Linked DNA regions of Mus musculus: region 1 is linked to region 2. The links are chromatin contacts, called in public promoter capture Hi-C maps. All regions are on one chromosome and are shown on one strand. Each heading gives the region's core, a stretch centred on a gene start, on an enhancer-like site or on the middle of the called end of the contact. The rest is flanking DNA. Distances are from core to core; before and after follow the strand shown.

Region 1 (4,641 bases), core at 1,257-3,756, 220 kb after region 2:
CTGCTAGGAATGCACAGGAGAATAGGCAAGAATTCAGGACAGGGGGAGAGGAAAGCACATGGTCTTGTGACTTGTAAAGGCTGCAGGTTGCATGAGACAAGGCAGGGGACAGAAGACCAGAGGCGAGGAGCGTTGACATGCAAGCTGTTACTCAGCTGTGTCATGACCCTAGGCTACATCTTCCTCTCAGGAGACCTGAGTCCACATCTGAGAAATGAACCTGACATCCCAAGCTCTACCGAGTAGCTGCTTTGCACAGAACTGACCATGGAACAGAAAGGCTTTATTGGCTATGGGGCAGAAGATGCAACAGAGCTCAACTGGAGGATGCTGACTAGCCTGGGGGTAGGTTCTCTGTGTGTCTTATAAACAGTGGGGGTCATATTAGATATGGGGGGGGGGAATCTCTGATGACATGATACAAGAAGATGATGGCAGTGACTGGAGCCAGCCTTAGAGGAGCCAACACAACAAAGGGCAGAGAGGAAAGCAGGGTGGATCAGTGTGTCCTGTACTGCTGGGTTCTCGGTACGTACACACGTCTCAGTACTGGCTGGGCAGAAGCTGCAAGGGGTCGTCTAGGGCTCTGCACCCAAAAGTCAGTCTGCTACACAACTTCATACAAAACAGGCCAAAACCAAACCAAACCAAAAAAAAAAAAAAAACAAACTGAAAAGACAAAAACCAAAACCAAAATCCCACCAAGTGAATGGGGACTGGGGCACTAGAAGAGAGCCCAGCTTATGTACCCTGTAGACTTTACAGGCTACAAGTTCAAACGCACAGTAGCAGCACCTGTCATGTCCAACTCAGTGTGTCCTCAAAGTCAGAACCTTTTGTTCAGCATGGATCACAAAATGCACTCACAGCTCTGTACCTAGAAGCCTTTTCTTGGGGTCCAAAGTCCTCTCATGTGCTTGGGTAGCACCTGAGTTAGTGTCTGACAGTGAATTAAAAAAAAAAAAAAATCAACCATAGCCAAGCATCGTGGCACACACCTTTTAATCCCAGATTCAGGAGGCAGAGGCAGGAGGATCTCTGTGAATTTGAGGCCAGCCAGGCTGTAAAGTGAGACTCTGTCTAATAAAGACCCAGAAACAAACCAAACCTTACCAAGCATGACTCAAACCTTGGTCTCCTCGATTTCAAGCAGCCAGTCAGAGTGACAAGCAACTCTTAAAAAAGCATGGAGCCATTTATTCATAATCTACACGTAACACAACATCAGTCAAGTCAGGACGCTTTTCTCATCCACCCTTTCCACATTTTGTTCAGTTTCCGTGAACTATAAATCACAGACTTCTTCATACCTGCAAGAAAAAAGAAGCGTGGATGAGGAGTGAGTCCTGTTCGGTGGACACGCAGCTACCGTCCCAGAGGCTTGTCTTTGGGTTCGGGCTACAGTGGGCTGACTGGGGCGTTTTGAGAGGACCTGGGAGCCGAAGGCCATTAGAGGCCGCAGAGACTCTGAGCTGGGCCCCTGCTGTGCAGCACCATTCTGTGTCTGACCAGGATTCCTGGGGTTGAAAGGGGTTCTGGCAGCCACTGGGCTTCCCAGGTCTTTTAGAAGGGAGGAGCCTTCTGGTGCTCCCTCTCGACAGCAGGAGCATCCCAGTCACTGCTGCTCTGTGTCCCACGCACGCCACCTGTCTGCCTAGAGCAGATGCAGTTCCAACGACACATGCCAGGCTGCTCTCTTGCCTGGTGCTCGCCTCTTGAATAGCATTTACCCCTCTGTTCTGCACTTGTAGCTGATTCTCCTGTCTCTGCCTAGACTGACAGCTCCCCAGGACAGGGCCCTTGTTCTATTCACCCAGCGTTCCTTTCACCTCATGCAGTACCTGGTACCCAGCAGCACACAGGAGATGCTTAGCTGAGTCTTCTGAAGTGGCAGAGTGAAGATTGGTTCTTATAGGCCTCTGACTTTATCCCAACTACAAAATCCCAGAGAAGAGGCTCTCTGAGGCTTATGGGAAACGCGTACCAAGGGATAAACTGGGTGCTAGTATTCTCAGCTGGTGCTTTAGGGTGTGGCCTGAGGAGCTGAAGCCTTCTTCTCTTTGTGCTCTGGGTTGGAAGTGTATGCTCCTGGCTGTGGCTTGGTGACCATGTTGACAAGATGGGAGGATTAACTGGGTAGTGATCTTTTAAACTACCTGGCCCTGTTAACTGGAAGCTGCCTCACCTGCTTGGAATCTGTGGCTACTGCAGGCAGTGACAGGGAGAAAGGCAGGGTTCCCAAAACCATTAGCAGATGTGTCTGGATTCGTGTTCTCAGCTTGACATGATCTCGTTGAGAAACTCCAAGTTTTCACTGCCTCCACCCCTCTTAATTTTCTCCCTGAAGCAATGACTCTGGTCAGACTCACCCACCTGAGCACTAAGGCTGGAAGATCATTACATAAGGTGCTGTTTCGAATTTCAGCAGAACCAACCAGAAGGCCGAGCAGAAGCCAGGCAGTCACACATGCAGGACTCAGCACAGCAAGCCCAGGCTGCTGAGTCACGGCTGGAGACCGACCAACTCCTCTTGCCATAGCTTAGTGACAAGCTCCTCTGAGATTGTCAGGTAAATACTGACCATGGCTGAGTGGCCCTGGGTGCCATCTTCAGCTGCTTAGAGCACTAGATGCCTCCCTTGACCGAACACAATTCCTCCTTCAGCGGTCAGAAAGCCTGCAGTAGGGGACTGTGCCACAAAGAACACTAGGAAATGACTGCTTATGTGCACTTCCATGCAGAGGGGCCCTGAGGTTAGATTTCCATGGGCTCCGTCCATAGCCACACCACTCTGAACGTGCTCGATCCCACCAGGTTTTCTCAAGAGCTGAGGTTTGCTCAAGGTAAGAACAATTAATTTCACCAAAGGCTTAAAATATTTCAGCCAACAATTTCATAAAATTGAAACAGTGTTCTTCAAAGGACAGCAAAGTCTGTGAAGCACCGGGGGCAGGTGGGAAAGCCCCCTGTGGAGGCTCTGTGGAGGAGCCAGAGTGGCACGCCAGGGCAGGAGCTGTTCACATTACCACATCAAACAGGAGTGGGGTCCAGGAACAGCCTGAGCTCTGAGGATGGAAGGGGGAAGGCAAGAGAAAGGAGGAAGAGAAACCGTCTAAAGCAATTCAGGAAGAAAAAGCATCAAGAAGAAGGGGCCATCAGTGGGCCAACTTCTCCAGCACACACTCTAAGGTGGGGCCTGACACAATTCTATATCCACACCTATGAAGACAAAGTCAGTGAGCCTCTGAACACTTGCAGTGAGCCTCCAACTGACCTGTGTACAGGGAAAGGCTCATCCGAGGCAGAGCTACAGCTTAATTTGACAGGTTAGACATGGCTGGGTGTGGCAGTGGACACCTACAACCCTAGAACCCAGAGAGCAAAGCCAGACAACTGAGGTCACAGCAGCCTCAGCTACAGATACCCAATCAGAATAGAGGAGGGAAGCAGGAAAGGGGGGAGGGAGGGAGGGAGGGAGGGAGGGAGGGAGGGAGGGAAGGAGAAAGAGAGAGAGAGAGAGAGAGAGAGAGAGAGAGAAAGAGAAGGAGGAGGAGGAGGGAGGGTGTTCAACCTTAAGTGATAAACACATCATCAGAAAGATGATGTAAGATGAAAATAACGATTGGCTCCACTGTGTTTCAGGAATGGGATGAGGAGCAGCGAGGCATGCTGGGATATCTCTTAGGGATAAGACTAAACGTGTCCTGTTAATTCAGCGGAGTCTTTTGAAGTTGGGAGATTTAACTCTGATTGACCATAAAGACAGGAGGGAGAATTAGACTAATCGGCTTCCCGCACCTCAGAGGGTGGCACCCCAGTCTCTGGGGTTTGCATCTGCCTCCTGCCTCCTTCTTCTCCTGTGCCCCATGCACTCTCTTCCCTTGCTGCCCTGGCCTGGGCTTGCGCAAGGCTCCTTCAGATGGCTAGCTGGCTCTATCCCTATCTGCTGGTCTCTCTGGTAACAGTCCCCTCCCTCTTCCTGCATCCTCAGTAGCCTCCCTCTGGCCTCAGGGAGGCTCAGCAGTCTTTGAATGCTGAATGCAGCTTTGGGGCCGACCTTTGTGCGGCTCTGGCCTATCTCTCAGGCTGATCACTGACTCCAATTTCCTACCTACCTGTCCTCACACCCGCTCACTCAAACTGCTGCAGCAGGCTCGAGCCAGGCACAGAGACTCTGTAAAGGGCTGCTGCTTAGACAAAGACAGTTGGCTCTGCTGGTCTTTTGTTGGCAGAGACTGGCTACCCTCAGTGGCAAACTACTTTCTTCAGGGGCTCCGTGCTGACGCTAGTTCCTGATGAACTAGGAAACTTGAGGAGAATCTTGCTGCTCTGCTAGCAACAGGGTATGCGAGATGGAGACCAGCTCCTAACGAAGAAACTTCCAGAGAAAAGGAACAGAGTATTTCTAAGACTTCAAGCTAGACCATGAGCGTATCTGACAAACTGCAAGGGAAAGCTATTAAGACAGAGGGCCATGCTGCTCACAAACACAGCGCACCGAACATGTTTCCCAAGAAAATCTGCAGGGCGGGTTACAGATCTCACAGGCTACCACATACACAGAGAGGCCAGGCACAAGGCCAGAAGACCCACAGAACTGCAGCAGGGTCATCGTTGCCTACTGTTGCCGCTGCCTGTGCC
Region 2 (4,685 bases), core at 1,064-3,563:
GTTCAAGGTCACTCTCTGCTTATAGTGAATTCAAGGCCAACCTATACTACCTGAAACCTTATCTCAAATACAAAACAAAGCCAAAAAAATCTATTTATATAAATATAGTATTTTGATTTTTATACTTATTTTTGGTGCTCAGTATGAAAATCTGAACATGTGTATTTTTTAAACACAACCTCATGAAAATGGTAATCCCTTCCCTTTTGGATGAACTGTTTTCTTGGGCTTGGTGTTTGCAAAGAATCATCAAAGTAATATGTATTATTTCATCATATATGTTGTCTATAGAAAGATTTAATCTTTTGTGGTGCTGAAGCTCAGAACCATGTGTATGCATGCATGATTATGTGTGTGATTTAAAAATTACTACCCATGTCTGAAAGTCTGCTGCTTGTACCATGCTGGTTATTAGGGTAGGGATCAATGAGACGGTTATGCTCATGGGCTCATGTCCACTGTGAGAAGCAAAGGTATTGACAAGGAGCTGAGGGGCCATCAGAAATGTTTAGTCATATGTATGCGGTCAGTTCCAAGACTCAGAGAGTCAGGATGTAAAAAAGCCTTTTAGGAAGACAACCACCATTCCCTTTAGCCCTTTAGGCTTTGTTTTGTCTTGTTGGTTTTTGTTTTTGTTTTTAAGATTTATTTATTTTATATATGTGATTACACTGTCACTGTCTTCAGACACACCAGAAGAGGGCATCAGATCCCATTACATATGGTTGTGAGCCACCATGTGGTTGCTGGGAATTGAACTCAGGACCTCTGGAAGAGCAATCAGTGCTCTTTACTGCTGAGCCATCTCTCCAGCTCGAGCCTCTTAGTTTTAAAGGATGAGAAACTGTCTTTATAAACAAAAGCTGGATTTTATAAACTGGAAAGCTGGGGAGGAGAACACCAATGCCCTGAGCCTTCCCAAGTTACAAAGCACATCACAGCCACAGAGCTCATCCCAGCTCTCCTGTACAATTCTGTCATTTGTAGTTTTTGTTTTTACATACAGGGTCTCACTGTGTAGCCCTGGATGGCTTAGAACTAACTACCTGGAGCCAAGGCTTGGTCTTTATACATATAACACCACAGAGATCTGTCTGCCTCTGCCACCCAAGTGACAATCCAAGTGTTTTTATGTGGACTATATATGGAGGATTAATTTTATTTAACACTGAAAAGTTAAAAGAACTTAGGAAAGGCCATTTGCCATGGCCTGTGTTTCATCTTGGGGCCTTGGACAGACACCCACATTCTTTGAATCCCATCTAGGTGTCAAATGGTGTTTTCATTTTGCCCATGGGATGTTAGAAGTCCCCACAGAGGAAAGGCCCCACTTAACCTCCTGCATGCTTGAAGCATGGCCATGTGTGGAGGATGCTTTCATGCTTCACCTTTGAGGCCCAGCTTCCTGAGAGTAGAGCTGGCCCATGGAGACTGGCCTTGACTCTCTGGTCCTTCCTCCAGCCTCTTTGCAACCTAAGGAAATGGGAGTTGCAAGTTGATGGACCATATCATGTCTCAGTCACAGATCTGCTGAGGAGTTCCTGGAGGGTTGCTTTAATTGCTGGATTTCCTAAGGAAAGTCTCAGTCTGACTCAAACATGCAGATGCATTAGCCTCGTTTTATGAAACTGGCTCAAGTTAGCCTCTGGGGTTTTTTCTCATCCTGGGACAAAATATCAGTTTCTGTGTTTTTATTTTATTCCAACTGTGGTTTCAGCATCGTGCTCTGAGAAACACCAAGATACATTTTTCTACTCCATCTAACTAAAGTAAAAGGATGACTCCTAAGGGAGCTGATGAAACAAACCATCTTGGTCCATCCTTGAGAGATTGAAATTTTCAGATCCCATAGCCAGAAGCCAGCATTCTCCTGCCTCCCGGATTAACTAACTCCAGGCTCTCTGCCCCTCACTCTGGCCTCTTGACAACACAGGACAGTTGCACCATGGGTGGTGTCAGCACTGTCCATCCTTAGCATTGTGGTCAAGGCGTTTACATCCTCGGGCTTTTGTGAGGCAGCATCCCCCTTGCAGATTTACGCAGTTACTTAGTGATAAGGGGGGAGGAATGTTGACTACCAACTGTTAACACAGGCTGTACAGCCCCTTGCAGGCTGGCAGCCACAGAGAGGGCTGCACTGACAGATCCATCCAGAGCTGAGATTCAAACTCTTAACTCACTGGGATACAGAATTCTAGAAGGTGGAATGTCTGTTGTCCTCACAGCAGAAGTCACAGGAGAAACATGGCAGCTGTATGGTGTGACTTCATGGGCAGAAAGACTTCCTGTTCTGCTCAGTCAGCCACGCTGTTAACAAGTGTTTCTGCCCGGCCTTTGCACTTACCCCAAGTTTCTGGCCCTTCGCCCTCACAGCTGGTTTTGATTTGGTTTCTGTGGAATAGTTTTTTGTTTTGTTTTGTATTTAACAACAGTCAGATATTTATGTACAGCTTCATCAAGAGCCTCTGATGACAAATAAGCCTTTGGAGGCCAGGGGAGGCTGTGGGAAACCCCCGTGTCAGCACTCAGACCTGTTTGCAGTGGAGAGAGTTCACTATGGGAACTCATGGGCTTGTTCAAGCACCTAGCCCTGTCTTCCCAGAGTCCTCTGATAGCCCGTCTCCCCGGTCTGTCCTGGGATGGTGCCCTGCACTGAATTTTCCTTATGAAGCAATCCCTCCAGGTCAGCCTTGGCCCTCTCTCCTGAGTGAGGGGAGGGGAGGCAGAAACTGCAGGCACAGAGCCAATCGCTGCTTAGTTTGGAAACTGGAGCCTGTCTTTTGAAATCCAGCTTGGCAGCATCCCATTGAGAACTCGCTGTGTAAAGTGTGTCCCTTTTATTTGCTGTCAGAGTTATCTGTAGAAATGTGAGATGTTTATATATGTGGGCATTAGGGACAGTCCTGCTGAAGGGTAGACAGCAAAGTCTGCGTGGAATCCTGCCTTCCAGAGAGGAGGCTGAGTGGCGCAACCTACTTAGAGGCCATGGCAGAGAGAATGGGGAAGTCACATGCGACACACAGACAAGACAGCTGAGCAATGGAAGAGAGGCTCTAGTCCTCCTTAAACCATGGGAACACAATCCTTTTTAAATTGTGAGACTTGAGTCCTCTTTCAACCATGAAATTCAAGACCAAAAGACATTAAACCATAAAGACTTCAAGATATTACATTAACCTAAAAATATTTTTTAAACTGAGTCAGTCATGTCAGACAGGAATTTTATCTATCTGGCTTTGTCTGACTGGATCCTCAACTTTGATTGGCAGTTGTATATATCTTTAAATCATGAATACATTAAACTAACTGGATGCATTTTGAGTTGGAGGGGCTTTTCACGATGGATTCTGTGAGCCAGAAGGTGGAAAGTGAGTGAATTCCTAGAACTAGGTAGCACATAGGCCAGGCACAGCTGCCCCGACTTCCTGACTCAGCGGTGCGGGGACCCTGGGGTGTCCTTGCAGCCTGTGCTGGCCTTGGTTTTCTAGGGGCTATATTTTCACAGCTGATCCTTCTCATTTGCAAGCAAAACAGCTGCCTCATGTTGAATTTGGGGAGATTCCATATTTCAAGACTGCAAAATTAAATAGATTTGTAGCTCTGAGATTGCAGGTCTGAATCTTCTGCTTTTCAGTTGCGCACGAGGCTCAGGGGTAGAGGGGACAGCAGCGAAGGTGTGTGCCTGTTACTCCAGTATCTCAGCTAGTGTTCATCAGCTCTGCCCAGCTCCTGCTGCTGAGGAAGCAGAGAGGCCCAGCACCATGGGACAGTGCCATGGTGCTGGGGGAAGGAGGATGTGAGCCACACAGGGCTTGTAGCTGTAGGGACAGAGATGACACATGCTTCTTTTGTTTCTGTGGAATCTCAGGTTCTCATGCGGGTGGGGGTGGGGGGCGCGGGCAGGCAAGAGCAAACATTGGTTCTCAGAGATTGGAACTCCAGGTGTAGGGCAGAAAAAGCAGAGCAGGGGTTCCATATGTGCCTGTGTCAGTAGGGCCTCTGAGACTGTACTGTAGCCACCAACACACTTCTCTTCTGGATATGTCTGCAGTCACCTTATGAGGAAGAAGTACCCATTTTACAGATGAAGCTGTAGAGGACAGAGGAGTAACCAAATACACTGCTGACATGCTTTTGAACTTCACTGGGTAAAGCCTCCATGTACATGGTAAGGTTTATAGTACAGGTCACTGGCCAGAAGCAGCGAGAACAGAAGCAGGGTGTCGAGATGCAGCTAACTCACAGGGAGTCTCTGCTTTCATACTGAGCCTACAAGTTTCCACACACAGAGCACTCTGCCCATCTCACCCAGACACATTCTCTGGTAGCTTGTGTATTAGGGTTCTCTAGAATCACAGAACTTACAGAATAACTTACAGGGAAATTATTGGAATGACTTACAATCTGCAGTCTAACTATCCCAACAGTGGTTAGTGTGAATGGGAAGTTTATGAACTTAGTAGTCGCTCAGTCCCATGAGGCTAGGTGTTTCAGCTGATCTTCTGTAGAAGTAGATTCCAACAGATGTGCAAGCAGGCAAAGAAAAAGAAAACCTTCCTTCCATTGTCCTTATGTAGGCCTCCAGCAGAAGGTATGGCCCAGATTAAAGGTGTGTACCACCATGCCTGAACTTAAGCTACTCTTTACTTGGAACTTGCTCTGTCCCGGGCTGGCCTTGTATTCAT

What was found. Promoter capture Hi-C pulls out the DNA fragments that hold promoters and counts their contacts.
Region 1: a contact with region 2 is called in a promoter capture Hi-C map of the C10 cell line. The contact joins two enhancer-like sites. A contact is called at or near these places in 2 of 39 promoter capture datasets (the C10 cell line and liver), 1 of 484 Hi-C or Micro-C datasets (cerebral cortex), 1 of 115 datasets of contacts at active chromatin or transcription factors (regulatory T cells) and 4 of 9 other capture datasets (adipose tissue, embryonic stem cells, liver and 1 more).

What each region holds. Positions count from the first base shown.
Region 1 is chr6:115,003,210-115,007,850 of GRCm38.p6, forward strand. Tamm41 (TAM41 mitochondrial translocator assembly and maintenance homolog) reads right to left here. Exons shown (of 8, transcript NM_026894.1): 8 at 1,172-1,310. The coding sequence ends at 1,234. Among named protein-coding and RNA genes, the nearest start is that of Tamm41, 32 kb to the right of the region's middle. Within about 2 kb of position 2,507, at least 43 of the 459 cell types and tissues checked have an H3K27ac peak or open chromatin away from gene starts, as enhancers often do. A contact at or near this core is called in cerebral cortex, where this site is marked.
Region 2 is chr6:114,779,203-114,783,887 of GRCm38.p6, forward strand. All of the region lies in intron 18 of Atg7 (autophagy related 7), which reads left to right. Among named protein-coding and RNA genes, the nearest start is that of Gm52917, 47 kb to the left of the region's middle. Within about 2 kb of position 2,314, at least 131 of the 459 cell types and tissues checked have an H3K27ac peak or open chromatin away from gene starts, as enhancers often do. A contact at or near this core is called in cerebral cortex, where this site is marked.